Regions from separate parts of the Mus musculus genome. Here regions 2, 3, 4 and 5 are each linked to region 1. A link is a contact called in public Hi-C, HiChIP or PLAC-seq and promoter capture Hi-C data. All regions are on one chromosome and are shown on one strand. The core of a region is the stretch at or near the end of the contact, and the rest is flanking DNA. Distances in the headings are between cores, read along the strand shown.

Region 1 (5,228 bases), core at 1,847-4,346:
GATCAGGGAGTCTTAACAAGACTAGACCTGGGGCACCTGTCTGTGATTCCAACATTTGAGAGGCTGAAAGAGAATTTTCAAGTTCCAGAACAGTCTGGGCTACACAGAATCTGGGCCGGAATTTTTTGGGCAAGGCCACAAAACAAAATCCCTTTGCTTGATCTGGCACTCAAAACAATTCTTGCACACCAGAGCATAAGAACCTGAATATCTTGTCCACTGATGTCACCTCCTGCCTATTCTGCTATCTAGCACATAGATCTGGCCACTAAATATTTGAGAGGGAAGGGGCAAGAAAAAGGAAAGGGAGAAGCTAGAGATAACTAGGTGGCAGAGATGGAGGAAAAGAAGAAGGAAAAGGAAGACAGGGAAATCTCTCAAGCTCTATGCCTGCCCATCTCCTCTTTCTGATCATAAGGGCCATGCCTTGCTTTGCTGGACCTACCAAGTTCCCTCCTGCCTCAGGACCTTTGCACATGAGTTACTTTCCCAGGAAAACTTTCCCTAGAGCTGGCTCCTCCAAGCCCATGTGAACTCAGTGAATGAGACAAAGAAAGAGGGATACATTTAGGAAGACGACCACAAAAGAGGCAAAAGAAGGAAGAAAGCTATAGTGGGGATAGCAGGACTCACCAGACAACCACACGGCCCATGAGGCTATTGGGCAACTTGGTTGGTATCATCTCCTTCTCAACCATGAAGTAAGGATATAGTACATCAAGAGGCAGCTCCACAAACACTGGACCTGCAGGGTAGGGAGGTTCAGTCTATGGCACCTGTTGCAGCAACCCCCAAGCTTCAGGGCTTGATTACTGTCCAGCTCCCTCCTCCACCTACCTGGGGTGCCTGACTGGGCAGCAGCTATTGCAGTCCTCAGGGTAGGTACAATGTCCCGTACCCTTCGCACAGAAGCACAAAACTTGCAGAGTGGCCTGAACAGAGACATCTGATCAATGGCCTGAAGTGCGCCCCGTTTCTGGCAGAGAAGGCAAGGGACAGTTATCAGATAAGCTTGAGAAGCCGTCTTGGGGACCCCACCTACCCTTAAGGACTAGGCACCTGCAGCAGGGTGCTGGCAGCTCCACCCAAAAGCAGGACTGGGGACTGTGCCACTTGTGCATTCTTCACTGCAGTCACAGTGTTGGTGAGGCCAGGACCGGCTGTCACTGCTGCCACACCCACTGTCCCTGAAAGAAAGAGCTGGTGACAACCATGCCATCCTCCCAAACATCGTCCTACCCCAAACCCCCTGCCTCTCATTCACAGGGGCCATGTCACTGTCCTGCTAGTCCCTGGTCCTTACCAGTCAGGCGGGCCACAGCATCAGCAGCAAAGACAGCAGTGACCTCGTGGCGTGTGTCTACCACTCGGATACCCAGCTTCTCACAGGCCACCAGCAGTGGGGAAATGTGCCCACCGACCAATGTGAAGACAAAGCGTACACCATGGGCTCGGAGCACAGCTGCGACACTCTCTCCACCATGCCGGATGCTTGTCTTGTCCACCTGGGTCAAAGGAGATGAGGAACAAGACAGTCAGAGGCCAGCCCAGGAGCAGGTACAAGAACAGGCAGGGGTAAGGTCAGAAGACAGACGAACTTAGATTCTGGTTAGAGACATACCACTTTAAATCCAATTCAGAGAAGGGTACACTGACTTAGCAAATTTATTGTTCTCTTTGTCCTACAGCTAAAAATGCCAAGACTTGCCCAAGTGATAGACTCCAACAGAAGAAATGTTCTTTTTGAAACTGTACTGAGGATTGAACCCTGGGCATAGATAGTGTTAGACAAGCACTCTAACCACTGAGCTATATCATCAGCTTTTACTAGGACAAGGTCTCACGAGGCTTTGAACTCCTTATGTAGCTTAGGCAGGGCTTGAATTTGTGACCATCTCTCCCCAGCCTACCAAGTAGCAGACTGAGATAAAGCCTATGTTCTTAAGTGGCTCTGGAGATTATAATGCCTGCTCCAGAGATACTGGGCCAGTTGAGAAGAAAGGAGATAGAGGTTAAATCTACAGAGAATCCAGGAGAGCCTGGCAAGAGGCAGAAGGCCCCTGGCTTAGATGTGTGCCTGCTTCCTAGTATCCCTGCAGGGCCTGGCACTTGGAGTGCTAACTCCATCCAGCCTATTGCCTCCCTCTGCTAGTGAGGCACAGGTCCAGCTGACATGCTGCCAGCAGCCATATGCCTAGCACGGAAGTGACTCCTGGCACAGACTACCCTGAGCATCCAAGCCTCAGTAGCTTCACGATCCCTACATACTTCAAGGTCAGTGGCACTGTCCCTGTCTAGAAGAAAAGGGACTGGGTAAGGGCAAGAATTTCTCAGAATGGAACAAGTGGTTTATAAGTATGACTTGTGGGGTCAGCTTTTCCCAAATCTGTCATCTAGAGAAAATACTAAACTTCTCTGTAGATCATTTGCCTCTTGTGGGCACAAGGACAGAAATTATAGCACTTACTTTGGTGAAGATGGTACGAAATATGCTAAGACAGTTCCTCAGAAGGGCTTACTATCAGAGCCCATTCCCTCCCCTGCCTACCTTCAGCCCACCAATCTCACTATGTTTAAAAGGCCTGCTCTGTTAAAATGACTCAGGCCCCTGGGTATGGAGGTAGGCGGAGAATGTGTGCTGTCCAGACAACGACAATTTCCCCATTATCTCGTACTAGTTACAAAGTCCAGGCCCATATACAGTTTGGCAAAGGGACAGAGCTCTGTAAAGAATCTCCCAACCAGCCACTTCTAGACTAGCTGGGACTCGCTTTCCACACCTGCACAGTGGATGAGCTGGAGAAACACCTTTAGTGCCTTCCTCCTACCCCTAGCCCTCCTTCTACCCTAAGCACCTTGTGCATCAGCTGATAGAAGAGCCCCAGTCTGTGAGCGACGCCCAGCACGGCAGCCACCAGCGTCCCAAACGCCAGGAGCAGGAAGGAGGGGAAGAAGCCTCCCGCAGATGCAGCGGCCGCAGAAGTTTCCATGAGGCAGAACCTAAGTAAGAAAGCACAGAGCCAGAATCTTAGTACTATAATCTAATCCGGAAGCAGGATCGTCCGCCGGACCTGGGCCACACCTCCCCGACCTGCCAGGCCACGCCCACAGACGCATCTAGACTGGACTTAAAGCCACGCCCCAGTGAGGCTAAGTCCGCCCCCTGACGTCACCACCTTCAAACTAAAAGTAGGCCACAGCAGGTCAAGGCGATCGCAGTAGCACCGAAACAAGGTTGAAATTCCTACTTACCTATCTGTTAACGAGCCCATGCAGAACCCACCCTCCTCAACGCTGGACTGGGGCTCAGCGGAGAGCCCGCCTCGCGCTTACATCATTGAGTCGTAAGGCCACACCCCCATCGGATCGCGCAGCCTAGGGTACGCTCCCCCACCCTCCCCACACACACCAGACTCTTGACCTTTGGCCTTCAGCCGAGGTCACTTTTCAATAGGATGCGCCTTCAGCTCCACTACATAGAACTCCCTTCCACCCATCCCCAAACAAGGCCCTATGACCTTTGCCTATAGGAAAGGTCCCTGACTGCAGTGGAACTCTGCCGCTTCTGGGTCACGTGACTGGGGAGTGTGGAGTGGTGCCCCTTTTGCCCACTTGGCTCTGCAGCGCCCCGTAGTTCAACGAGACGCGCGTGCGCCAAACTGGAGTCTCGCTGAAAAAGCTATCCGAAAGAGACGTTTATCATTGGTCGCTTCTCTCTCTCGCCTCTAATTGGCTAACATTACACCGCGCCTTCCACACCCGCGAGAACCATCTCGCGGCACGTTCCACGGGCGTGGACTGTGACACACCCCCCACCCGAGCTCCCCAGAACCCGCATTCCCGACCGCAACATATGCAAGCCCCTCCCCTTCCTGGACCACTGTGAGGCTTTGCAGGATGTTTAGAGAACTCCCTAGTGTTTGGTGCCAGGCCGGTTCAGTCATTTTCCAGGTTTCCAGCATCTGGGGACCTTTTACAAACTCCGATCTGTCTTACAAATCCCTTTCTCCAATTTATGTCTTTTTCTTTGACTGGCTTTTAATCAGGACCATCTGTGTAACCAAGAGTTTTGAGCTATTTGTTGAAGCCTGAACAATGGATATTTAACAATGTAAACCAGTGTAATAGTATGTGCTTTTATTCCCACCATTCCGAGTTCAAGACCAGGCTCTTCTCCATAGTGAGTTCCAGGACAAGCAGGAGTGCATAGAGACCAACCAAAAATCACAATCGCTTCAGCTGTGTCATGTCCACAAGATAGCATTCCACAGCCTTTCTCCCCATCTTTTGGCTCTTATATTCTTTCCACTTCCTCTTCCTTGGTGTTCCCTGACCTTTGCAAGCCATGGTATAAATGCCCTGTTTAAAGCTGATCGTTCAGCCATCCCTTCTCAGCAACTATGGTCTCTGATTAAGTTCTGTGATGGAACATTTGCCTAGCACAGGCAAAGCCATGGGTACCCACAAAAACCTACTCAACTATTTTTAGCCAAACTACCGTATGAATTATTTATGCTTACTGGCTGTGAGCATGCCTCCAATTTCGTCTTGAATCAAACAAGGTAGGCTTTTCCCTGCCATTCCATAAGAGTTGTTTTGGGAGAGTGCAGGGGCTGGACCTAGATTCTCTACCCATTTATAGCAGATGTGCAGCTTGGTCTTCTTGTGAGTCTCCTAACAATTGGAGCAGGGGCTGGCTGTCTCTGACTCTGCCTGCCATTGGATCCCCTTCCCCCAGCTGGTCTGCCTAGTCGGGATTCTGTGGGAGAGACCATGCTTAGTCCTATAATGACTTGATGTCCCAGGCTGGGCTGGTACCCAAGGGAAGCTTCCCCTTCTCTAAGGAGGAGAGGAGGGGATGGGGGGGGGGGGGACTTGTGAGGGTGGGACTAGGGGCAGGGCTTCAACCTCGATGTAACGTGAATAAATAAAAATTAAGAAAAGAATTGTTTTGGATTACTCCATCTATCTCCAAATTGGCCCTACTCCCTTCTGTCTCCTAACTCCATTCTCTTTCTAGGAGCAGTACAGGGAGCCACTCCTCCCCGGCCCTATTAGTGAGAGCCCTTAATTAAAAGGATCAACCACATACTTCCTGAAAGGGGCTTTTAGGTTCAATTACATTTCCAGGGCCAATAAAAAGATAGTATTTGGGCTGGTGATGTAGTTAGTGGCGAAGCCCTTACTTCTTATTTATAAGGTCCTGGATTCTATCCTCAGTAACAGAG
Region 2 (5,228 bases), core at 1,486-3,985, 2.6 Mb after region 1:
GGTGAAATGGGCGGGATCTGGGGCGGGGCCTCTGATCCACGCCCTCCAAATGGGAGGGGCCAAAGCTCGCCCTTCCATTAACCTCCTGGATTTAGGGCTCCGGAGCTATCCCAGTGCAGGGCGGAGCTACGCGAGTCCTGGGGACACCGGTCAGCTTTGGAAAGCCCAAGGCTTAGTTAGGCACGGGGCAGCGAGGGCAGGTCTTTCTGTCAGAACTCAAGCAATGCAATAGGGGTTTGCCACGAGCCCAGGAGGAAAGAAAGAGACACATAGACCGCCAGCGGAGAAGCGAATGGAGACTGCAGGCCAGGTTGTGTTCTCTGAGACCCATCACAAGACAGAGTTTGAAAATAACCATCCCAGGATCACCAAAGGCCCTTCCCTGTCCTCTGGAACTCGGTTTTCACAGACTTTTCCTCAGAGACCTTGGCTGGGATCATGCCATAACCTCTGGAGAGAGAAAAAAAAAAAAAAGGTTAAAAGAGCACACACCTGTAACCCCAGAACTTGGGGGGGGGGCAGGTATAGGTAGGTGCATCTTGTGTGTTCGAGGCCAGCCTGGTCTACAGACTGAGTTCCAGGGCTACACAGAACTGTCTCCCACAAAACAAAACAAAATAAAACAAATAATAATAACCTTTGGCCAGAGTAGAAAGGGCACAGGGGGCCTTGAGTTCTTTCTCCTCTTCTTTCAGTGTTTATTTTACTGTGACAACAGAGATCACTTGGCACAAACAATTCAAATGCCTCAGCAACAGGGGTCAAAACTATTCAGGACCATGCATTGCCCATTCAGGTGTCCCAAACCTGGTTTCTTTAAGCAGCCTCTGTAGCAGGCCTCTTTCATTAAGACTTCAGCTTTCCTCCCAAGTGGAATCACCACCCATCTGCAGGATAGACTTTTTGGTGAGGTGAGTAGGTAAAAGACAAGCCACTCTTTCCTTTAAAAAAATGCCAGACTCAGGCTAGAGAGGTGGCTTAACTGTTAAGAGCACTGACTGGGGCTGGAGAGAGATGGTTCAGTGGTTATGAGAGCTGTCTGCTCTTCCAGAGGTCCTGAGTTCAATTCCCAGCAACTACATGGTGGCTCACAACTGTCTATAATGAGATCTGATGCCCTCTTCTAGTGTGTCTGAAGGCAGCGACAATGTACCCACATACACGAAATAAATAAATACATCTTTTAAAAAAGGGGGGGCAGGGGGCTGGCGAGATGGCTCAGTGGTTAAGAGTGCCGACTGCTCTTCTGAAGGTCCCGAGTTCAAATCCCAGCAACCACATGGTGGCTCACAACCATCCATAACGAAATCTGATGCCCTCTTCTTGAGTGTCTGAAGACAGCTACAGTGTACTTACATATAATAAATAAATAAATCTTTTAAAAAAATGTGCTGTTGTAGAAAATTAAAAAAAAAAAGGGGGGGGCAGGCTTGAGCAGACCCCACTGGCTTATCTATTTGGCCTCTGCTTACCTTGTATCCAGTAGGCAAGTGGTAACATTCTTCCAGCTTCAACCCCTTCTGTGGGCCTCCGTGGCTAGCCCACCTTCCAGATCCTCTACTAAGTGTGGTAATGTGGGGTAATGGGGCAGGTTGGGGGGTAAGGGGGTGGGAAGTGGAGGGTGGGGGGGGTGGGGGGTCTGGCTGATAAGCTGCAAGTTCCTCAGAAAATAGTCGTGCATCCCTGGCAACACTGAAGGCTGTTTAGGTTGCACAAATAAATGTTTTAGGGTTTGGGGGTTCTTTTGTTGAGACAGGATCTTCATATAGCCTGGCTCACTCTGTAGAGCAGGTTGGTCTCAAACCCACAGAAATCCACTTGCTTCTGTCTCCCAAATGTCAGGATTAAAGGCATGCATCCAATGAAGAGTTTATTTTTAAAATGCTATGCATGGTGGTGCATGCCTTTAATAGAGGCAGATCTCTGAGTTCAAGGCCAGCCTACTCTACAGAGTCCCAGGATTGCCAGGGCTACACAGAGAAACCCACTCTTGGGGGTGGAGGGTAGGACTATGAATGCCTCATCCATTTTATGATTCTTTGACCAACACTGCTGAGATGAGTCTGAACCAGACCTGGAAATTCTAGCTATGATGATACATGCTTGCAGTCCTATCAGTCAGAATAGGCAAAGACAGGAATCTTGAGTTGGAGGCCTGCCTGGGCTACATGTACACATACTAGACTCTGTCAAAAAAAAGAGAGAGAGAGAGAGAGAGAGAGAGAGAGAGAGAGAGAGAGAGAGACTCTGTCATAAAAAAAAGAAAAGAGGGGTGGGTGGGAAGGGAGGAAGGACGACGGGAAGGAATGGCAGCCTTTAAAAGGTGAGGCTTTTTAAAAGATTGCAGATGGCCAAGTAAAACTTACCACTCTCTGCCCCTACTTTGCAGCAGCTCAGGGCCCCACTGGCCCACCAGAATTCAGAAGAGAGCTGAAGGCCTGGTGGAAGAGGCCTGCAGTGCCTTGTAGAGCCATTGTCATCCAAGAGGGAACACTGCACAGTTGGACACTCGCTGCAGAGATTAGAGTAGTTGAACTGTTTTCAGCACGTAGACCTCCCTCTCAGATGTGATTCTGTCCCTGTCTCAGATGGCTGAGCCTGACTGGTCAGGAAAAGCCTGTTGGCTAGTGTGCCCCCCGGCCAGGGAACAACCTGAGATTCCAGTGTCCAACTCAAACATCCCTGACCCTTTCCTCCCAGCCAACTGACCCAGTTGCCTGCTAGTAGAGAAAAAATCTGGTCCCTCCCTCCAAGATCCTCGCTGACTGCCTCTGGTCTGAAATTGTTAAGTGTGCGCATTTGCATCAGCCATTTGCATCAGCGTGTGCCAAGTGTCAGTAGAGGTCAGAAGAAGGCATCAGTTCCTAGATGGCCACCCTGTGGGTGCTAGGAACGGGAGCCAGGTTTCTCTGCAGGAGCAACAAGTGCTCCTAACCACTGATCCATCTTTCCAGACCCGTCTCTGTTTTGTTTTAAGGTGTGGGGACTGGCCAACTTCCGCCATATGCCTCAGTTTCCCCTGAGGTCACATTTCAATAGTCCGCTCCTTGCAAGAGCTATTGTACCACTTTCCTGTTAGCTAGGGCTGTTTAGATTGGGGATCTGACCACCTGCCACAGGCTAAAACAAGTCAAGCCACCATGGAGAGACCTGGCGAAGGATGAGACTTCTGAAGTGGGGCTGGAGAGCAGAATTGAGCTCTCCCCGGCTCTCACTAGTTCTAAGGGACCCAGCCCCTCCGGGCACTCCTCCCTAACTCAGACCGCTGCTGCAGGCCGGTTGAGTTTAGAACAAAAGGCAGGGGGAGGCGGGGCGGTGGGGGGTGCGGTCCCGGCGCCGGCGGGGGCGGGGCGAATGCTATAAGGGGCGGCGGCCCGGCCTGGCCCAGCAGGCCCAGCAGCCCCGGGGCGGATGGCACGGGCCGCCTGTCTCCTCCGCGCGATTTCGCGCGTCCTCCTGCTCCCGCTGCCTCTGCTGCTCCTGTTGCTGCTGCTCCTGCCGTCGCCGCTGATGGCCCGGGCCAGGCCACCGGTGAGTGCCCGCCACTCCTCCCCGAGGGAGGGCTGGGCACGCGGGCTGGGCCCACTGGCTGAGCTTGACCCACCAAGCGAGCTCCCTGGCTACCCTAGTGCAGTCTGTCCCCGAAATGCCTTCTGGGTCTCTCTGAGCGTACTATAATGAGCTTCCCGTGGTTGGCAGTGTGCAAGTGGAGCTGGTGAGACGCGTCTCTGCGCTGAACTCAGTTTGGAGACCGGCTTCTCCAGCCCCCAGCTAGGGATGCTGGAGTGTGTGTTGATAGAGGTAGCAGAGGGAGTGGATGCCAAGGCCCCTTGTTCATCACTGGAATGAAGCAAAGCAAGTCTGGGGGGAGGGGGGAGCAAAAAGGGGCAGCCTCCGGGTGTGTGGTTCCAGTAAGCACCCCTGCAAGGTGTGTACCGTGGATGGAGAATAAAGGAAGAGCTAGGAAGGAGAAAATGGGGCCCAAGTTGAGAGAGGTGCCCCAGCTTGCAGGAGACAAGTCTGGGAGTCCTGGTAGCCGACAGAAAATGCACCTGAGAGAGATAGTGTGTGCGAGCATCAGGTGCAGTCAGAATAGAAGGGAGCACCGGGGGAACAAAAGCATAAAGAAGAAGAGAAAGGAAAGGGGGTGCAAAGAGGCAAAGGGGAAGAAGAGAGATTGAGGGTTTCCCAGCCTGTGTGTCCCAATGGCTGCATCCTTCTTCCAGCTTGGTCTCTGAGGCACCTGTCAGAGTAGAGACTAAGCTGTGCTGGGGCTGGAGCTGGAACCACTACAGATCTACAATGCCCACGGGGTACCGTGCCCTCAGTAGCCAGCTAAGGCAGCCGGCCAGCTCAAGGAATGATGGATGGGAGGAAGGTATGATAGGCAGGTGTCCCAGGACAGGTCCAGCCATACCAATCCATCTGCCAGTTTTGCTGCACACTGGAAGAGAAAGGGTTTGGAAAGGGGAGTGGGTATTGTGGATCAGGACCTCCTCAAGCAAAACATGGAGTTCCCTGTTCTAGAACTCGGAGCGGAGCGCAGTCGTTAATCCCCTCCCTCCCCCCATCCGTACCCCCACCCACTCCCACCCCCGCAGAAGCCAGCGATAGAACTCATGCCTTCGAGAATTGCACTTCTCCTGACTTCTTACTAAGGGGGCAAAGCAGGAAAGAGCACCGGTACCTCCTGTTGGGCATTTAGGATAAAAGACGAGGCAAACCACACCAATGCTTGCTTGTACAGGGCTTGGGGGGGCAAGCCTGGGGTGGGATCCGAGCCGAGGATCTGTCACACTTTAGATGCGCAGAAAGGGTTGGTCACCTCTAACGCTTTTATCCCTAGACTGCCATCGGCGGGGCCAAAAGAGCTCGGTAAATATTTATTCACCCCAGCCCCCAGCTTGTGAAAAATCCACCACCTAGCAGCCAGGGAAGCTGCCCTTCCTTCTGGAGCTAGTAGGGATGGGTGGGAAGGGGTTAGGCAGAAGCACAAGGGTGGTCTGTGTATCAGTTGCGTGTATGGTTTGGGCTGTTTCCTTATCTCCTGCTCCGTTGCCTCTCACGGATACCTACTACTGACCTGTTTCATCCCCATTAGACCAAAAGCAAACTGAGGTTCAGGAAGGGACCGCTTGATCTTCCCCAGTGGTTTCCTAGTCTGGGGCTCCTTTCTTAACTACCTTCCACTAGGTTCCTCCCCATGGTCTGGGTTGGGAGTCACTCCT
Region 3 (5,228 bases), core at 868-3,367, 2.3 Mb after region 1:
GAACTTCTGTATATCAAGTTTGCAGGCTCCTTGAGTAAAATTCCTACAGTTTCTCAGGGGAGGGAGTAAGGAGAGGGGTGTGTGACAGGCGTGGGTGGGTGGGTGGTCCTTGCCTTGGGAATAACTCCAGTGCTCCTCTTAGTTGCTGCAGCTAATATACCTTTGATTACTCTTGGTTGTGCTCTGAAGCTTTGCACTAACCAAGATGTCTATCTTTATTGCATATGGTTACACGTTTGGTTACAGTGTCTTCTTTGACAGACAGCTTGTCAAGCCAAGCAGGGATTAAAAGGAAGGTAGCGGCATTGGAATCCACTTTAAAAATAACTCCTGGGTGTGCCTGCTCAGCTGTACGCATACTGCATGCATTCCAGTGCCCATGGAGGCCAGATGAGGGCATCAGAGCCCCTGGAACTGGAATTACAGGTGCTTGTGAGCTGCCTAATCTAGATGTTGGGAATTCAATTCCAGTCCACTGTAAGCGCCCAAATGCTCTTAGCCACTGAGACAAATCTGCAGGCATCACACTCCACTTTTTACAAAAAGAATTTTCTTTTTCTGGTTATTTGAGACAGGGTTTCTCTGGCTATCCTGGAACTCAACCTGTAGACCAAGCTGGTCTTGAACTCTGAGATCCGTCTGCCTCGGCCTCCCAAGTGCAGTGAGTCCCCTGGAGCTGGAAGTTACAGGTGGTTTGTGAGCAACCTAACATAGGTGCTGGGAACCAAACTTGGGTCTTCTACAAAAACAGTAACTGCTCTTAACTGCTAAGCCACCTCCAGCCCTTACAAAGCCACATTCTTTATTCAGCCACCACAGGTACCCTTTCCTATGTTAGGTTAGCAAGGGTGGATCCTAGTGCCTGGAGCCTGAGCTTCGTGGCACCAGCAGGCTTTCAAGAATAGGTCTCAGGCCTGCCACACTGGGGGCTCTGAGGACAGTTTTTTCTGCCTTGGAAGATTGTGGGAAACTCTTTTCAACCTGTGGCATCCTGGCTCAGAGCTTCAGCCCTCTTCATCTGGTGGAAATGGAAAACTGGGCAGATTTAAAAAAAGGACCAGGTCCTCACACAGACAGACCCATCCCTTGGCTGCAGTTCATTGTGCGACTCCACTGAACCGATGGACTGAAGGCACAACAGGTGTGGTTTGCACAAGCCTTGCAAGCCCTGAGATGCCTCACAGCAGGTTTGGAATGATTGATTATGTTATGAGCTGTGGTGTTTCTACTGCACGAACCGAAGCATGATGGTTTAATTATAGAAAACAAAGAATTTTAATATTTCCCTATCATTCCTCAGCATGTATTAGAGTGTCTAGATTATATTGGACAAACGCATCCACCTAATTAGTATGCAAATCTGCTTTTGTCTCTAGTCAGTGGTAAAATTGTGTGTATGCCGAGTTTTACAATAAATTCTTTTCTGATTCACTTATCAGTAAATGTTTGATTCGTATGCCTATTTTAGATACCTAGAGTCGCTGAAAAACTTTCTGAGTAGGATGGGATTGCTAGTGGAGAAAGCTTAAGAAACCTTGCTTAGGGTCACCTGATGTCAGTGTCATTGCTCCTCCGCCCCCAACCCCTTCAGCACAGGATCTTCAGGACTTGGGGTCTCTGGTGTGTTTCGTGTCTCAGTAGCTATGTTGGTTCCACGATCAAAACTTAGTCCAAGATACTGTAGGGGGGTCCCATTCTGCAGAAGCTGATTCAGATCAAAACTAGGTTATTAAGCATTCGGAGAAGGGCATCAAACACACCGGCAGTCCCAGGTACACTCAGGACAGCGCTAGTACGCACTCCTGCTTCAGCCTGCCAATTGTTGCCTCGGTTCGAATCCGCTGGGGGCGCGGTCTACACCACCTGTGGCCTCCAACCCGGAGTCCAGTCTTCCCACAGATCTCCCGGTAAGTCGATCCTTACACTTTCTCACCTGCGTCTTGCAGCCTTAAGGCCCAATGCGACCGGCCGGAAGCAGGGACAGAAAATGCGCTTGCGCTGAGTGACAAGCTCTTAGAGAAAACCCCTGTCTCAAGACTATCTACAGCTACCAGCACCGAGTTTATACACACTGCGCTTGCGCAGGACACCCAGGCCTGGGCGGGGCGTGCTCTTCGGCCAGCTGGAGTGCTCCGCGCTTGCGCAGGTCCAGGGCGGCGGCTCAGGCTTCGGGTGGGCATCGTCTGTTCCTTTCTGGTATAGCCTAGAATTCAGCGGAGAAACGCGGCTGAGGTAGGTTTCTTAATGGACAGCTTAGACATCTGGATCGCAAGTGAGGCAGGGCAAGCTAGGCAAAAGGTCTTCCCTGTGCATGTCTCCAGCGCACTGAGGCCTCCGCCCCCTCTGGAGGCTTTAGAGTGCCCTCTCGAAGGTTCTATTCCAGCTACCCCCTCCCCTTTTCTCAGCACCGTCCGCCCTCTTCGCTCTCCTTTCGCTGCACCTCTCAATTCCCCCTGCGCACCTCCGCTGGCTCTTAGAGCCACGCCCTTCCAGGACCACGCCCACCTGCCTTCTGTATCCCGAGCCACATCCCCCATGCCTCTATATTCTTGGCCTCTATGGCCTCATCTGCTTGGCCTGGAGAACCCTCCAATTCATTGTCTTTCTTCCTCCGGGCACCCTCCCAGGCTTTTCACTGAAAATATAATTGTAAATAATTTGTGATTCTAATTATTACGAAGTAAGTATGAAGTCCAGATCTGGACGCACAACAGGCGTTTAAACAAAGAATCGATGTAATCTCAGAGCCAGTTAGGGTTACATTGCCCCTGGGGGTAAAAAAATAGAATTAAAGAACAGGAGGGTGTCGGGCATGGGGATTTCAGTTCTGCCTGTGGGTTAGGTCAAGTACTGGGCAAGGTGTTTTAATTTGAGTTTAAGCTATTAAGTGTTCCTAAAAAAAATGATACTGATTTATTCTAAGTAAAAAGAGGCTTCATAAATATCTCTTAAAAAAGGAGACTTCAGAGGAATAAATCTAGCATATTAAAGGAAGCACACAGCATTTGGATTTTTTAATTTAAAAAGCCCTCTAATGAATTGTGATGATAAAACGCCAATCCTGTTCCATTCTTAACACATACAGTAAACTGTAGCCGTGAAATGAGATTACTGACCAGGCAGTGTAACACTTTGTGCTTCTCTCTCTTCTTTCAAGTAGGCATGGGAGAGAAACTGAAGTAAAGCCCCAGTTATGAGACATGATCATATTGAACTATGGAGGCACCAGGAGAAGGTCCCTGCAGCGAGTCACAGGTCATCCCGGTTCTGGTACGTAAGAGCCACGTGTAATGATCATACAGAGGAACAGTACCAGCTTACAGGGGTGATGTCACTCTCCTTGTCTCTCAAGGTCCTGGCTCACAGGAGGATGCTTGAATTTAGAGAACGTTGAGGCAGGGGGATGGGTCTGGTCATTAGGTCCCATGCTGTGTATTGTCATGAACACTTCAGGGGACACTTCAGCATGCTTCAGATTCTTGTACTTGTTCTTAGATGGCCGTAGCATAGGACCAGGAAAATGCTTGGTACTCGAGAAGATCTGTCTTGGGTACGTATATTCAGTTTGATCCATGTTACCAGAGAAAAGATCTCCTTCAATCTTAAGGAATATTGATTATGTACAGTTAATGAAATGACTATTCAAATAAAAAGGTTTATTAAAAAAATCAAGATTTTCATGTCTGTGGTGTCAGCATCAGCCAGTTTTGTGTCCCTTTTAATGGTATGCCTTCCCTTGGGTTTTAATTTATTCAATTACTTAACTTATTGATATAGGGTCTTACTGTGCATCTATGGCTGGCCTGGAACTGCTATGTAGACATGACTGGTCTCAAATTCACAGAGATCAGCCTGCCTCTGGCTCCTGAACACTGGAATTAAAAGCCTCCGTGCCCAGTGACTGGGTATGTATGTACTGGGCATATTTATATGTAGGATTTATTTTTCATTTCATTCATCATTTTCCATCTTCAGCTGCAGAATGTTTTAATTCTACGAATGCCCAGTGTTTCTTTTGGGAAATGTAAATATTAAGACAACTATAAAATAATATTGTAGACACTGAGGATCTGTCATGCAGAGATGAAAACGTAATACACTGTCACAGTTTTCTCAAAACATGCGCGCACGCGCGCACGCACACACACACACACACACACACACACACACACAAGATTAACGTCATAATCTGTTCTCAAGTCCAGAACGGTTCCTTCCACTTTTAGAGGCTGCTTTGTGTCTGCTTGTGCACCGTCTGTACCTTTATGAACTTATAAGGGTCCCCAGGCCAGCCACAACTAAGCAGTCCAATCAAACAAAATGAAGGATCCCTGAACAAAAGTTTGAGTTTGCTGTGTGTGTGTTTTCTGAGGCTTGTGTTGGTGCTGTTGCGGTTTCTGCATCTATGGAGTGTTACCTGGGCAGTTTGGCTACTTACTGCTGGGTCTCCTGCATGTGCTCTGTCTGTGAGTGTACAGCAGTGTAGGGACGTAGGGATTGCCGTAGGGATGCTGTGGTCTCTAAACCACTATGCATCGGGTCTCACTGTTAACCTTTCACTGGGAGCTCAGATGTAGTCCCCATCTCCTCCCGCGCCTCCCCATGGTACTGTGGTGAGTACCTGTTGCCATAGCTGGTGCTTCAGGTAAGAGGCTCAGTGATGGCTTTGTGGAGCTTTGAGGGTGGAAGAACCACATATTTTTGAGTTTCCAAGTGACTTCCCGTGATCACTGGTCTCCAGTAGCCCAACAGTGTCAGTAGATAACACCTTAATTGTGGTCAGTTAGGCAGCTTAGAAATGACTTCTGATTGCCCCAGTGACAGAAGACTCTCAGGAGTGTCTCAGCAGTTCTGTTAATATTGGACCCTACTAGGGAAGAGGTGCTGTTCTAGGAATTTATATTTCCCTTTTTACAGGGCCCGTTTTACCTTGTTAAAGAATCAGTTTTTTTTAATTGAATTTCTCTTTTGTTTTCTGTTTGATTTCTTTTAAGATCGAATCATTCATATATATATATTTGATATTTGACATGGAAGGCTGTATCACTGACTATTTCTTCTCTAACTTTTGAGCTTTAAAGACTTCACTTTTCCTTGAAACACTGCTTTATCTGCACCTCGTCCATTTAAATGTTCTATGTTTCCATTATTGTTAAAATATTTTTAATGCATCATCATGGAAATTAGAAAAAAAATTGCGAGTCTATTTGGAAGTATCTTGATTTCTA
Region 4 (5,228 bases), core at 1,479-3,978, 2.1 Mb after region 1:
CGGCGAGCTTCTTGCTGCGTCTGGTGAAGACCCGCTGGACTTTAGCGATTTTGCTGAAGTGTTTCTCCAGGATGGCTCTGTCGTTGAGGTAGTCGGGGATGTTCTTGCACTGGATGGCTGTGAGCTCTAAAGAAGACACGCCCCCGAGGCTGTAGATCCACTCTTCCCTTCGCTTACTCTGGCGCACAGACTTTCCCCTGAGAGAATCTGGAATTTAGAGAGCAGACAAGTAAGTCTGTCAGGGACAACACTTCCAGGCAAAAGGAGCCACCACGGGATAAAAGCCAAGATCGTGGGACTTAAAATCAAGTGACCACAAGGGACCTCACAAGAGCTCGGCAGCACACTTTTGTGGCACACACATGTTTAGGACTCACCTTCTTTCTCATCTCTACTTTCTTCTTCCTCTTTAGTCACAGCTGGAAGGCGGGAAGGTACCATGGTGGACTGACTCCCTCCTGGGACGGCCGCGTGGTCACTTTCCCCAGGTTCCGCAAAGCCACTCTCCTTGGATTCCTTGCTGCCCAGGCGGCCTGCCTCTTTATTGCTTTTGAAGACCTCCTGTATTGTCCGGCCAAACAAAGTACCTCCCCGGGGTCTGTTGAGGCGGACTGGCCGTTTATCTGGGGGATGGTCGCCCCTGGACAGGGGATCAGGGTCTTCTGCTGCCTCGTGGCAATGTCTCCTCGGGGAGCGATCCTGGTCCTCTTTCCTCTTTAATCCCTTCATGAGGGTGGGAAGTGGCTCCACCTGGGAGATGGCTTCCTCACATCCTTGGCGGAGGCTTGGTTTGTTAGCTGGGAAGGGCTCCCCCAAAGATCCTGGTGACGCTGTGGGGAAAGTACTGAAGCTACTGTTTGAGCTTCCAAACGCTGACGTAGAAACCCTCTTCTCTTCTTCTACATTTTGGTTAGACAAAGGAGAGGCAAAGGCAGGAGTATTACTAGTAACTGGTTTCGAAAAGATAAAACTTGAGCTAGTCACCGAACTATTTGTCACCTGTGGGAAAGAAAAAGGGGTCAGGCCTCCAGACCCGCTACCAACGGGATGGGAAAATGTAAAAAATCCAGAAGAAATCTGGCTCTGGGTTTTTTCTGGCTCTGACTCAGGCCCCGGTATCGGTTTGAAGACTGCATTTTCCAGAGGTTTAAACTTGAATTCCGTCTTCCGAAAGCCAGAACCTGCTACTTCTCCGGTTTCTGGCCCAAAAGTAGCGCCACTTGGGAAAACCCCAACACTAGAGGTTGACTTAAAGCTGAATGCCGTATTGCCGGGCACAGAGGAACTCGAAGTAGCTGCGAAAGAAGGTGTGGATTCGAGACTAGAGAAGAGTCCCACACTTGAGGTTTGGGTGAGTCCAAATGCTGGCAAGGAGGAAGAATGGCTTCCTCCAGAGGGTGTTGCAAAGCTTGGTACTTGTGAAAACGCCAGGCTCTTGCTGGGTGTGCTGTTCTGTCCAAAAAGGGAAGGCTGGCCAAATCGAAATGGTGATTTAGTCTGATATGTTCCCGTGGTGCTGGAAGATACCGCAAAAGCACTGGGCTGCTGCCCTCCGAAGGGGTTCACCGGGTGCATCTTCAAGCCAATTATCTGAAGGCAATAAATATGGACTATACACAAGTAGCTCTCCTCTTTAAATTATCTGTTGCCAGGGGAAGCTCTCCTTCATCCTCAGGATGACCTGGAAAAAAAAAAAAAGGTTAGGACATCACAGCATATTTTGCTCCAACTCTTAAATCACAGAAATTCTAAGACAATTATTTAAAAGGCAAGGGCACAACGGGCCGCCGACCACTCACAGATCAACAGGTTTTGGACACAGGGTATTAGAAATGGATTATGGTGTAAGGGAGGTTTAAAGATTTTTTTTTCTTTTTCTTTTCATTAAAGACAAGGTCTCGTAAAACGGGCTTGGTGGCGCATGCCTTTAATCCCAGCACTCGGGAGGCAGAGGCAGGCAGATTTCTGAGTTCAAGGCCAGCCTGGTCTACAAAGTGAGTTCCAGGCCAGCCAGGGCTATACAGAGAAACCCTGTCTCGAAAAACCAAAAAAAAAAAAAAAAAAAAAAGACAAGGTCTCGCTTAGCCCAGGCTTGCCTCAAGCTTACTACAATCAAGCACAACCTTAAGTTCCTTTCTTCTGCCTCGGTCTCCCTTCTGCTGGGACCACAGGTGTGCTCCAGCAGGCTTAGGTGAAGCCTGATCCGTTATGATTAAAATAAAAATGCAAAGCATTTTATTCAATTGATACCTTCTCGGGGAAAAAACAAGCAAACAAACAAACAAACAAAACCTCAGTAATAAGACGGGAACACATCACTTATCAGATTCTTGCGATCTCCAAGGCAAAATAAATAAATAAATAAATAAAAACACAAAAACCGTAATTTAAAATGTTACTGCTTTGGGTTCCTACCATCTCATTTTTCTCCCGGTAACTCGAACTTGCGATGCCCTGGTCTAGAAATAATAGCTTTTTATCCCCGATGCTTAACACTCCGGAAGCCGGCCGCTAGGTTAACAGACGCCTTCGAGCGAAGACTAGTGAAGGCCTTCAGCAACTCGGCAAAGACACAAGGGACAGCGGAGGCCGCGGAGGGAGGAGCAAGTCCGCCAGATACGGCCACTGTCGCCAGCGCTTGTGCTCGCCCACAGTCTGCGTGCAGCCTCTACCGGGCCCACCGCACCGCAACAAACCGGCCACTGGAGCGGGCTCTTGGGTGTGCGCTACGGACATCAAATTTGTAGGACCAACTTCCGGTCCTCCGCATCCGGCTTCCGCTCTCTGGGGTGTGCTGCTGCTGATCTTCCGGCAGGCGGCCCGCCAGACCCCCGACCTTCTTCACGGTCGGATTCGGTAAGTGCACGGCGATCCCGCATTGTGCGGCGTGGAAGCCCCTCGTTCGTGCGTGGATCCTCCAGCCTGAGTGCCCGAGAGACGCTGGACCCACAGCGACCCCATTTGCTCACCCACACTCATCCTCACCTGGTCCTGCACCATTGCAACCGCCCCAAACCACTTGCCTTATTCTGCACGTTGTGCCCAGTCTACCCTGTTTATTAGTTTCCTAGGGTAAATAAAGGTGATTTCCCTTAGCATTGCCACCAGATAAATCCCATCAAATAAAGTTTTATTGTGAGCGCGTGTGTGTTTTTACATAACTTATCACTCTCTAGTAGTTACGGGTCTTTTCTCGAACTTTAACCACAGGTTCCTTCCAACCATTTTTTTTTTTTTTTAAAGGGCTGGGTGTTCTTCCCGAAATGAGTTTGGTGATTAAAAATCTGCAGCGGGTGGTCCCCATCAGAAGAGTGCCACTTCGCAGGAAGATGGATTTAGTCAGGAGTATCTTAGGAGTGAAGAAATTTGACCTGGGGATCATCTGTGTTGACAACAAGACTATTCAGAACATTAATAGGATCTACAGGAATAAAAATGTCCCAACTGACGTGCTTTCTTTCTCATTTCATGAGGTAAATATGTATACCTCATATTTAAAATAAATATATATGTATGTATATATGTTCTTCTCGTACAGCTTACCTTCCTTCCAGAATAGTTCCTGTTAATTACATTACAGATCTGGTTATCTTTGATTTTGAAGTTTTCTGGAAATGCACTGAAGTCTAGCCTGGTGTGACTGTGCATGCCTTTAATCCCATCTATCCAAGAGGCAGAGGCAGTCGAATCTTTGTGAGTTCAAAGCCACCTTTGGTCTGCCTGGTTAGTTTAAGGCCAGACAAAAGCCACATAAGAAGCCCCTTTCTCAGCCGGGTGGCAGTGGTGGCACACACCTTTAGTCCTAATGCTTGGGAGGCAGAGAAAAGCAGATCTCTGAATTCAAGTCCACCCTGGTGTTACAGAGTGATTAACAGGACAGCCAGGGCTACAAAGAGAAACTCGGTCCAAAAAAAAATCCTCTCTATCTCAAAAACAAGCAAATAAAAAACAGAAATGAAGCAATATGACATAGACCCATTAAGTATGTCTAGCCCTAAACATCACAATTCCTCTATGCAGGGACCACTCTCACTAACTCAGTGCCCTCAGGAAATTCAAATAAGAGTGTCTGCAGTTTTAAGTGTACCTCAGTAGTAAATGCTTGGACAGAAAAGTAAAAACTGGTAAGCATTATCAACAGATTCCCTTGCGATAGATAGCTACAAGGAACCACATTGTCTAAATAGCTTCCCCCATTGTTAGCAGAAGAAATGGGAATACTCCTTTTGGGGAATGAATTGGTAGTAAATGGTGCTTCAAAGGATAGAAAAGAGAAGGAAAGAGCCAAGGATGCAGGCTTAACCCTGGAAAGTTAAGCCTTGTGATTGTGGCATAAAATAAGGTCAGGCACCCGTGCAGAGTGGGCATGGTGGTCAGGCAGAGACAGGACAGGACTCGAGGTGTGCGTTGGGAGAGGCTGGATGCAGTAGAATCAGTGTCGCCTGCTTCTAACTGCAGACAGGATTGGGCTATAGCCCGCACAAGATGGGTAGAACAGAGCCCAGCAGAGGGGACTGAAGGTCTACAGCATGTCTGAAGAGGCCACAGCTAATGAAGGATTTGTTTCTGTATATATATATATAGTGGATTATAGCATACACACGTTTCTTCCCCTGTCAAAGCAAAGTTCTTTCTGCTTTTCTCTTTTTTTTTTTCCACCCTTTGGTTTTTCGAGACAGGGTTTCTCTGTGTAGCTCTGGCTGTCCTGGAATTCACTTTGTAGACCAGGCTGGCCTCGAACTCAGAAATCCACCTGCCTCTGCCTCCCAAGTGCTGGGATTAAAGGCGTGCGCCACCACGCCCGGCTTATATGTAAGTACACTGTAGCTGTCTTCAGACACTCCAGAAGAGGGAGTCAGATCTCGTTACCGATGGTTGTGAGCCACCATGTGGTTGCTGGGATTTGAACTCCGGACCTTCAGAAGAGCAGTCAGTGTTCTTACCCACTGAGCCACTCTCCAGCCTGTTTCCCTTAACAGGAAAAAATGGCAGGCACACAAGTGGGGAAAGAGTGTGATTGTGTCCATATGCCAATTCAATGATATTGAATGTGACTTTGAGAGGGGTTGGGGGGGTGAGTAGATAATTTGATAAAAACAGCACGTGAGGGTCACTGTGTGATAACTGCATTCCACCCCCTCAGACTCTTTGATGGTCCTTAGCCTTCATTATGCAGCTTGAGCATCCTGTGGTTAAGAGTCCCGTGCCCTCTGCTAAACAAGTGAGCC
Region 5 (5,228 bases), core at 1,007-3,506, 2.0 Mb after region 1:
TACCCTCCCCTAGAGCTTTTCCAGTAAGCTCCTGGGTTTTAACCTGCTTGACCAGGATAGGTCAATCACAACACACACACACACACACACACACATACACACACACACACACACACACACACACACACACACACACACACACACCGTGTGTATGCCCCAACAATCTAGAACAGCCTTTCCCTTGAATTGAGGTAGCACACTCCTCCTACCTGGCAAGAGGAAGAGCGGACCACCATAATCACCAGCCCAGTGTCCATCCTCAGCCTGCAGCTTGGCATAAAAGGTTACTCCATTCAGGGCCCCCTCATGGGCTGTTTGCGCTTTTGGTAAGTCCGTGAAATAACTTCTCTGTGAAGAGAGGGAAGAGAGGAGAGTTGAGGGTGCCCGCCGCTCCAAGGAACCCTCGTCATTCACAAGCCAAGTCAAAGTGGTGACTCTAAATTAAAATTTTCAACTGTTTTAATCTGAAACAAGACAGGGTAGGACAATTTCACCCCATATATAATAAAGAAGCAATTCCATGTTGTCACAATTTCCCTTCCAGCCATTAATCTATAAATCTCTTCAAAACTTCATGTCTTAACTAAGCCCAGCACAGACCACAGGGAAGGCAGGGTACTGATGCCCAACTGATACTGGGACTCTTTCACAAAGGACCCACACAATAGCATAGGCGTTGCTCAGAGAGAGATCTTCCCAGCGGATGGCCAAGACTCACAGGAAGCCTGTGAGCTAACTAACTGCTCCATGATTAGCTGTCCATCATCCATGCACCAACACACACAACCAGAAAATCAGGTCCTAAGTATTTCATCTTGTGGATCCAAACAAAAATCACACCCATCTTTGTAATTCTCCTGCAAATCAAAAGTTAAATATCAAAGTGGAATGCTCAAAATGAAACCAAATTAGGGCAACTTCTTCCACAGGTCTCTGAGGTGGAGGGACTTAAATAACGAGGGTTGCTTCTACTCCTGTCTCCGGAAGGAGGTACCACACTTTTTGTTGTTTAGATTGAATTGAGGCAAACACTCACAAACACTGACCCACATCAGCAGCCCTCTTCTTTATTTATTTGTTATCATTTTTGAGATAGGGTCACACTACGTAGACCTGGCTGGCCTAGAACTTGCTCTGTAGACCAGGCTGGCCTCAAACTCACAAAGATCTGCCTGCCTCTGCCTCCTGGGTGCCGGGATTAAAGACCAGCACTACCATGCCCAGCCTCTTTATTTTCTGAGACAAGCTCTACTCAGCTGCCCAGGCAGATCTTAAACTTTATCCTTGTCACAGCCTACTCAGCGGCTAGGATTACAGGTATGCCTGCCGGGCCCAGGTTCATATCTGTTTTAAAAAACAAAAAATTATAAGCCTTATTATTAAAATAAAAAGAAACCTGCAAATTAATAAAAACATCGCACACCAAAATTAACCAAACACAAAGTCTACTCAACTTAATGACCTTGGCATTTGAAAAGGGAGACTGTGAAACTTTCCATAAAATGATGCACTTTCAGTACCCACTATATTTTATGCATTAATCTATTGCCCAAACCACAAAGCCCATGACAGAGTTAGAACTAGAAAAGCAACTAGCTTTACATCTTCTTACATAACTTGTGAACTTTCCTGATCCTCTTATAGTCAGCTTTTCCTCATATCACACTATACCCACATATACATTGGTTTACACATATGCATATATTACTGGCTGGTTGCCTGTTTTTTAAATAAGGCTCTCCACTGTTTCAGAGCTCTGGCTCAGGAAGGCACGGTGTAGGCTGATCAGTGATGGCTTCCAGTCTTGGGATGGAATGGTGCTTTCAGAATCACATCACTTACTGTGTCCAGTCCCAAAGAGTGGGCCTCTAGCCCGGTCTGCTCTCGACCAGGGTCGTCCTCCGCTTGATAATAAGTCCATCTCTGCCGACCCAACTCATTCTGGAGCCGCCAGCGGGTGAGATCGGTGGCGGGCTCAGTTTTATAGGGTCCCCCACGACGCCGCAGACACCTGAGGGGACCAGCGAGAGGAAGCAGCCTTCCTTAGACTCCGCCCAGGTGGGATGCCTGCAATCCAGGCATGCAGAGCCACCAGCCATGCCACCCTGCTGTCCAGACACCTTCCCTGCCACCGCCCTGCCGCGTCCCTCGCAACACCCGCGGGAAGCCCAGGGTCCGCGACTCACGTGCCCTCAGTCATGACAGCACTACTCTCTGCCACCGCTTGCCAGCCCTTTACCTGACAGCCTAGTGCACTGCGCAGGCGCGAGCCTCGGCCGACCGGAACTACTGGGTGGGCCGATGCGAGCTCGGCCAATCAGAGCATCACCAGGTGGGCACGAGAGACGCACCGCGACCACAGTGGCTGGGCGCAGGGCCGCCCGACGCCGCGAGGGCACCAGGGGGCGTGGCTGCGGGGCGGGAAGCGCTTTGGAGGCGGGGCCTATGAAAGAGGCCGGCCTGTGGGCGAGGACGGCCTGTGGGAGGGGCAGGCCCGTTGGAGGGGCGGGGCGGGATGGGGGGCGGGGCCGGCCCCTCTAGATCCTTATTGATGACAGCCTTGGACTTCTGGTCTGGGTGTTCTGAGCCGGGATACCTACAGGGTTGGTGAAAAATGGCCCCTCCGACATGCAGGAAAGAGGCCGCGGAAACCACGAGTGCTTCAGAAGTACGGAAGAGGCATGAGTGACCTGAGGTGAAACTAGCGTTGATCCGAGGCACCACATGGACCATCATGGGGCAGGGGCCTTGACCCGAGTGAAGGGAGGAGGAAACTATGATGACACGTAGTTGGGAAGAGGGTCAGAGTAGTGTTCTCAGAAAGCGGGCACAGGCTCCTCACAGGGAGCAGCTGCAGAGTGTGCAGAGGGCTGTGTCCTGACTCCCATTAGCAGGTAGAGTTCCACTTCCCTAGCCACAGCACTACTCTCAGGATACCTGGAGCTTGGAGTCCTACAAGTTAAAGGGGGAAAAGCCTTGATTATGTTTGACAGTAGAGAGGGAAGCAGGAAAGCCTGTGGTATGCCGGCAGAATCTAGTAGAGACGTGCAATGAAGAACATTTGAACAGATAGTATTTGAGAAGCATTGCTGGCATGCAGGAATGACGACCAGAGATCAGAAAAATATAATTCCAAGAACTCCCAGCGGTACAGTGTGTCCTACAGAGTGCCGACTTACTTACAACTACCCAAACCCGATAGCCTCCCTGCACCTAGCCCTCAAAACGCTGCCAAGGAAGGGGCCATGAACCACAAATCAGAGAAGGAAGAAGTAAGAGGCAAAGAACACTCACACACCTTCCCTAGATGGAAAATCGGAATTTTAGATGGCTAGTCAAGAACACTAACCTCTTCTTTGCCCAGTTTAGAAACTTGTAAAGATATAAGACAAGGCATTTTAACTGAGCCTTGCCTCAGACTATTGATTTGGGGACTGGAGGCCAATACTTAAGTCCAGTGCGTAAGAGCACTTGCTGCTCATTCAGAGGACCTGGAATTGGTTTATAGCACCCACATGGTGACTCACAGCCATCTATAACTTCAGTTTTAAGGAATCTAATGCCATTTTCTGACCTCCTCAGTCACCAGGCATGTGTGAGATGTAAGTACATACATGCTGGTTAAAACACCCGTACACATTAAGTTTTTAAAATTCACAATAGAAAAGTCAGTTTGAGCTGGGCGTGGTGGCACACGCCTTTAATCCCAGCACTCCAGAGGCAGAGGCAGGCAGATTTCTGAGTTCAAGGCCAGCCTGGTCTACAAAAGTGAGTTCCAGGACAGCCAGGGCTATACAGAGAAACCCTGTCTCGAAAAACAAAAACAAAAACAAAAAAGCCAAAAAAAAAAAAAAAAAAGTCAGTTTGAACAGGGCTGGCTAACTGCTTCATAATGACTGCTTTTCCCTTACACATGTCTCAGCTTCTAAGCCAAGCGAACAACTGAAGCCTTTGGGAGCTGACCCACCAAGAACCATGTAAGCACAGTATGCCAATAAGAAGACCCAAAAAACGATGCCCAGGGAAGCCTAGCACACTGGATGCTGTTCTCCCAAATTCACTAAACAAGCCACTCTCTTTCCCTGGAGAAAAAAGCTAGAGTGTTTTCCAGGGAAGTCCTTTTTGTGTCAGAACATGAAAAATTGGAAAAAAAGAATTCTGGTCCGTACGGAACCCCAGACTTGAATGGCAAAGCTAGACAGATGGCAGAGATATCAGCTGCAAAAGAAGTTAGGTTGATATTTTCCTGGACTAGACATCCTATGAATAAAGTAATATGCTTTCTAATATCTAAGGAAGAAAAGTGTGAAATCCTCCTGCCAATTCACATAGATGGATTTCTAGAGACAGTTGTAAGAAATGTTTGTCACTGCTTGGCTTGTACCATATTGAGCTTATTCTATAAACTAAATACAGAAGACTCTAGGGTTTGGGACCTGGACAACTGGGTGTAGAGTGAGCTTCCATTGACAAGGAAGGCAATGTTCTTAGCTATATGAAGATTGGGAAAGCCTTGGCTGACAAAGACCCTGGAGCCTAAGGGTTTCAAGACAGGCCAAGGGGAAAAGCCTTATCTGTATGTAGAAGTTAGGAAAGGTCAGAGGAGCTTGGAAATTTCACGGAGAATTCATTTTGACAAATATTAGGCATCCGAGTTTAAGTAGTTTTAAGTAGACTGGTATTCAGAAAAGAGAACAAGGCTAGATAAAGAAATCTGAGAGTCATCGGGTGGCATTTGAAATCATGAGATTCGATAAGATCAACTAGAAACTGAACAGAGAAGCTCGACTTTCCTGGTCCATCGAGGAGGAAAACTAAGGGACTAGGGTCAAAGAAAGCAAGTGAAGCCCTGAAGGGAGTACAAGATGGAGTTGATGGCAATCGCTGATTAGATGTGGGGGAAGTGATTAGTTACTGACTCTGGGGAGACTATAAAATGGGGTTGATGGTACTTGCTGATTGGACGTGGGGAAATGATTAGTTACTGACCTAGGAGCTGCCTTAGGAGTCAGAGATGACAGGAAAAGAAAGATATTTCTATTTAAAAACACCAGGCTGGACATAGATGTTGATTTCTGTTTCCTGCCCATGTCCCAGTCCAAAGACAAAGACATTAAAAACCCAGGACAGAAGTGAAAAGGAACGGGGGAGAGGGGAGGATCCAGAAGGGAGGGAATGAGGGGTGGACTCAATCAAAACACACTATATGCATGTTTGAAGCTCTGGAT

Evidence for each region. A called contact is a pair of places that touch in the nucleus more often than the background predicts. HiChIP or PLAC-seq counts read pairs in DNA pulled down with a chosen protein or histone mark. Capture Hi-C pulls out chosen DNA fragments and counts their contacts.
Region 2: a contact with region 1 is called in a Hi-C map of B cells, with 5 read pairs. The contact joins the promoter of Chchd10 here to the promoter of Ilvbl in region 1. A contact is called at or near these places in 1 of 39 promoter capture datasets (pre-B cells), 1 of 484 Hi-C or Micro-C datasets (B cells) and 1 of 9 other capture datasets (adipose tissue).
Region 3: an H3K27ac HiChIP or PLAC-seq map of regulatory T cell precursor shows a contact between it and region 1, with 13 times the contacts expected there. The contact joins the promoter of Prmt2 here to the promoter of Ilvbl in region 1. A contact is called at or near these places in 1 of 39 promoter capture datasets (liver), 1 of 115 datasets of contacts at active chromatin or transcription factors (regulatory T cell precursor) and 2 of 9 other capture datasets (adipose tissue and liver).
Region 4: a contact with region 1 is called in a promoter capture Hi-C map of adipose tissue, with 2.7 times the contacts expected there. The contact joins the promoter of Mcm3ap here to the promoter of Ilvbl in region 1. A contact is called at or near these places in 1 of 39 promoter capture datasets (pre-B cells), 1 of 115 datasets of contacts at active chromatin or transcription factors (large pre-B cells) and 2 of 9 other capture datasets (adipose tissue and liver).
Region 5: a contact with region 1 is called in a promoter capture Hi-C map of adipose tissue, with 3 times the contacts expected there. The contact joins the promoter of Lss here to the promoter of Ilvbl in region 1. A contact is called at or near these places in 1 of 39 promoter capture datasets (pre-B cells), 1 of 484 Hi-C or Micro-C datasets (CD4 T cells), 1 of 115 datasets of contacts at active chromatin or transcription factors (thymic regulatory T cells) and 2 of 9 other capture datasets (adipose tissue and liver).

The regions. Positions count from the first base shown.
Region 1 is chr10:78,572,859-78,578,086 of GRCm38.p6, reverse strand. Ilvbl (ilvB (bacterial acetolactate synthase)-like) reads right to left here and starts at 3,096. Exons shown (of 15, transcript NM_001359302.1): 1 at 2,856-3,096; 2 at 1,304-1,505; 3 at 1,060-1,187; 4 at 838-976; 5 at 634-745. The coding sequence starts at 2,990.
Region 2 is chr10:75,930,637-75,935,864 of GRCm38.p6, reverse strand. It overlaps Chchd10 (coiled-coil-helix-coiled-coil-helix domain containing 10), which reads right to left and starts at 2,735. Exons shown (of 5, transcript NM_175329.4): 1 at 2,367-2,735; 2 at 1-450. It overlaps Mmp11 (matrix metallopeptidase 11), which reads left to right and starts at 3,363. Exons shown (of 8, transcript NM_008606.3): 1 at 3,363-3,531. The coding sequence starts at 3,412.
Region 3 is chr10:76,234,754-76,239,981 of GRCm38.p6, reverse strand. Prmt2 (protein arginine N-methyltransferase 2) reads left to right here and starts at 2,117. Exons shown (of 11, transcript NM_133182.3): 1 at 2,117-2,232; 2 at 3,161-3,270. The coding sequence starts at 3,217.
Region 4 is chr10:76,466,402-76,471,629 of GRCm38.p6, reverse strand. Mcm3ap (minichromosome maintenance complex component 3 associated protein) reads right to left here and starts at 2,728. Exons shown (of 29, transcript NM_019434.3): 1 at 2,416-2,728; 2 at 378-1,681; 3 at 1-207. The coding sequence starts at 1,575. Ybey (ybeY metallopeptidase) reads left to right here and starts at 2,516. Exons shown (of 5, transcript NM_172550.4): 1 at 2,516-2,856; 2 at 3,244-3,473. The coding sequence starts at 3,264.
Region 5 is chr10:76,528,633-76,533,860 of GRCm38.p6, reverse strand. It overlaps Lss (lanosterol synthase), which reads right to left and starts at 2,256. Exons shown (of 22, transcript NM_146006.2): 1 at 2,187-2,256; 2 at 1,843-2,011; 3 at 210-348. The coding sequence starts at 2,200.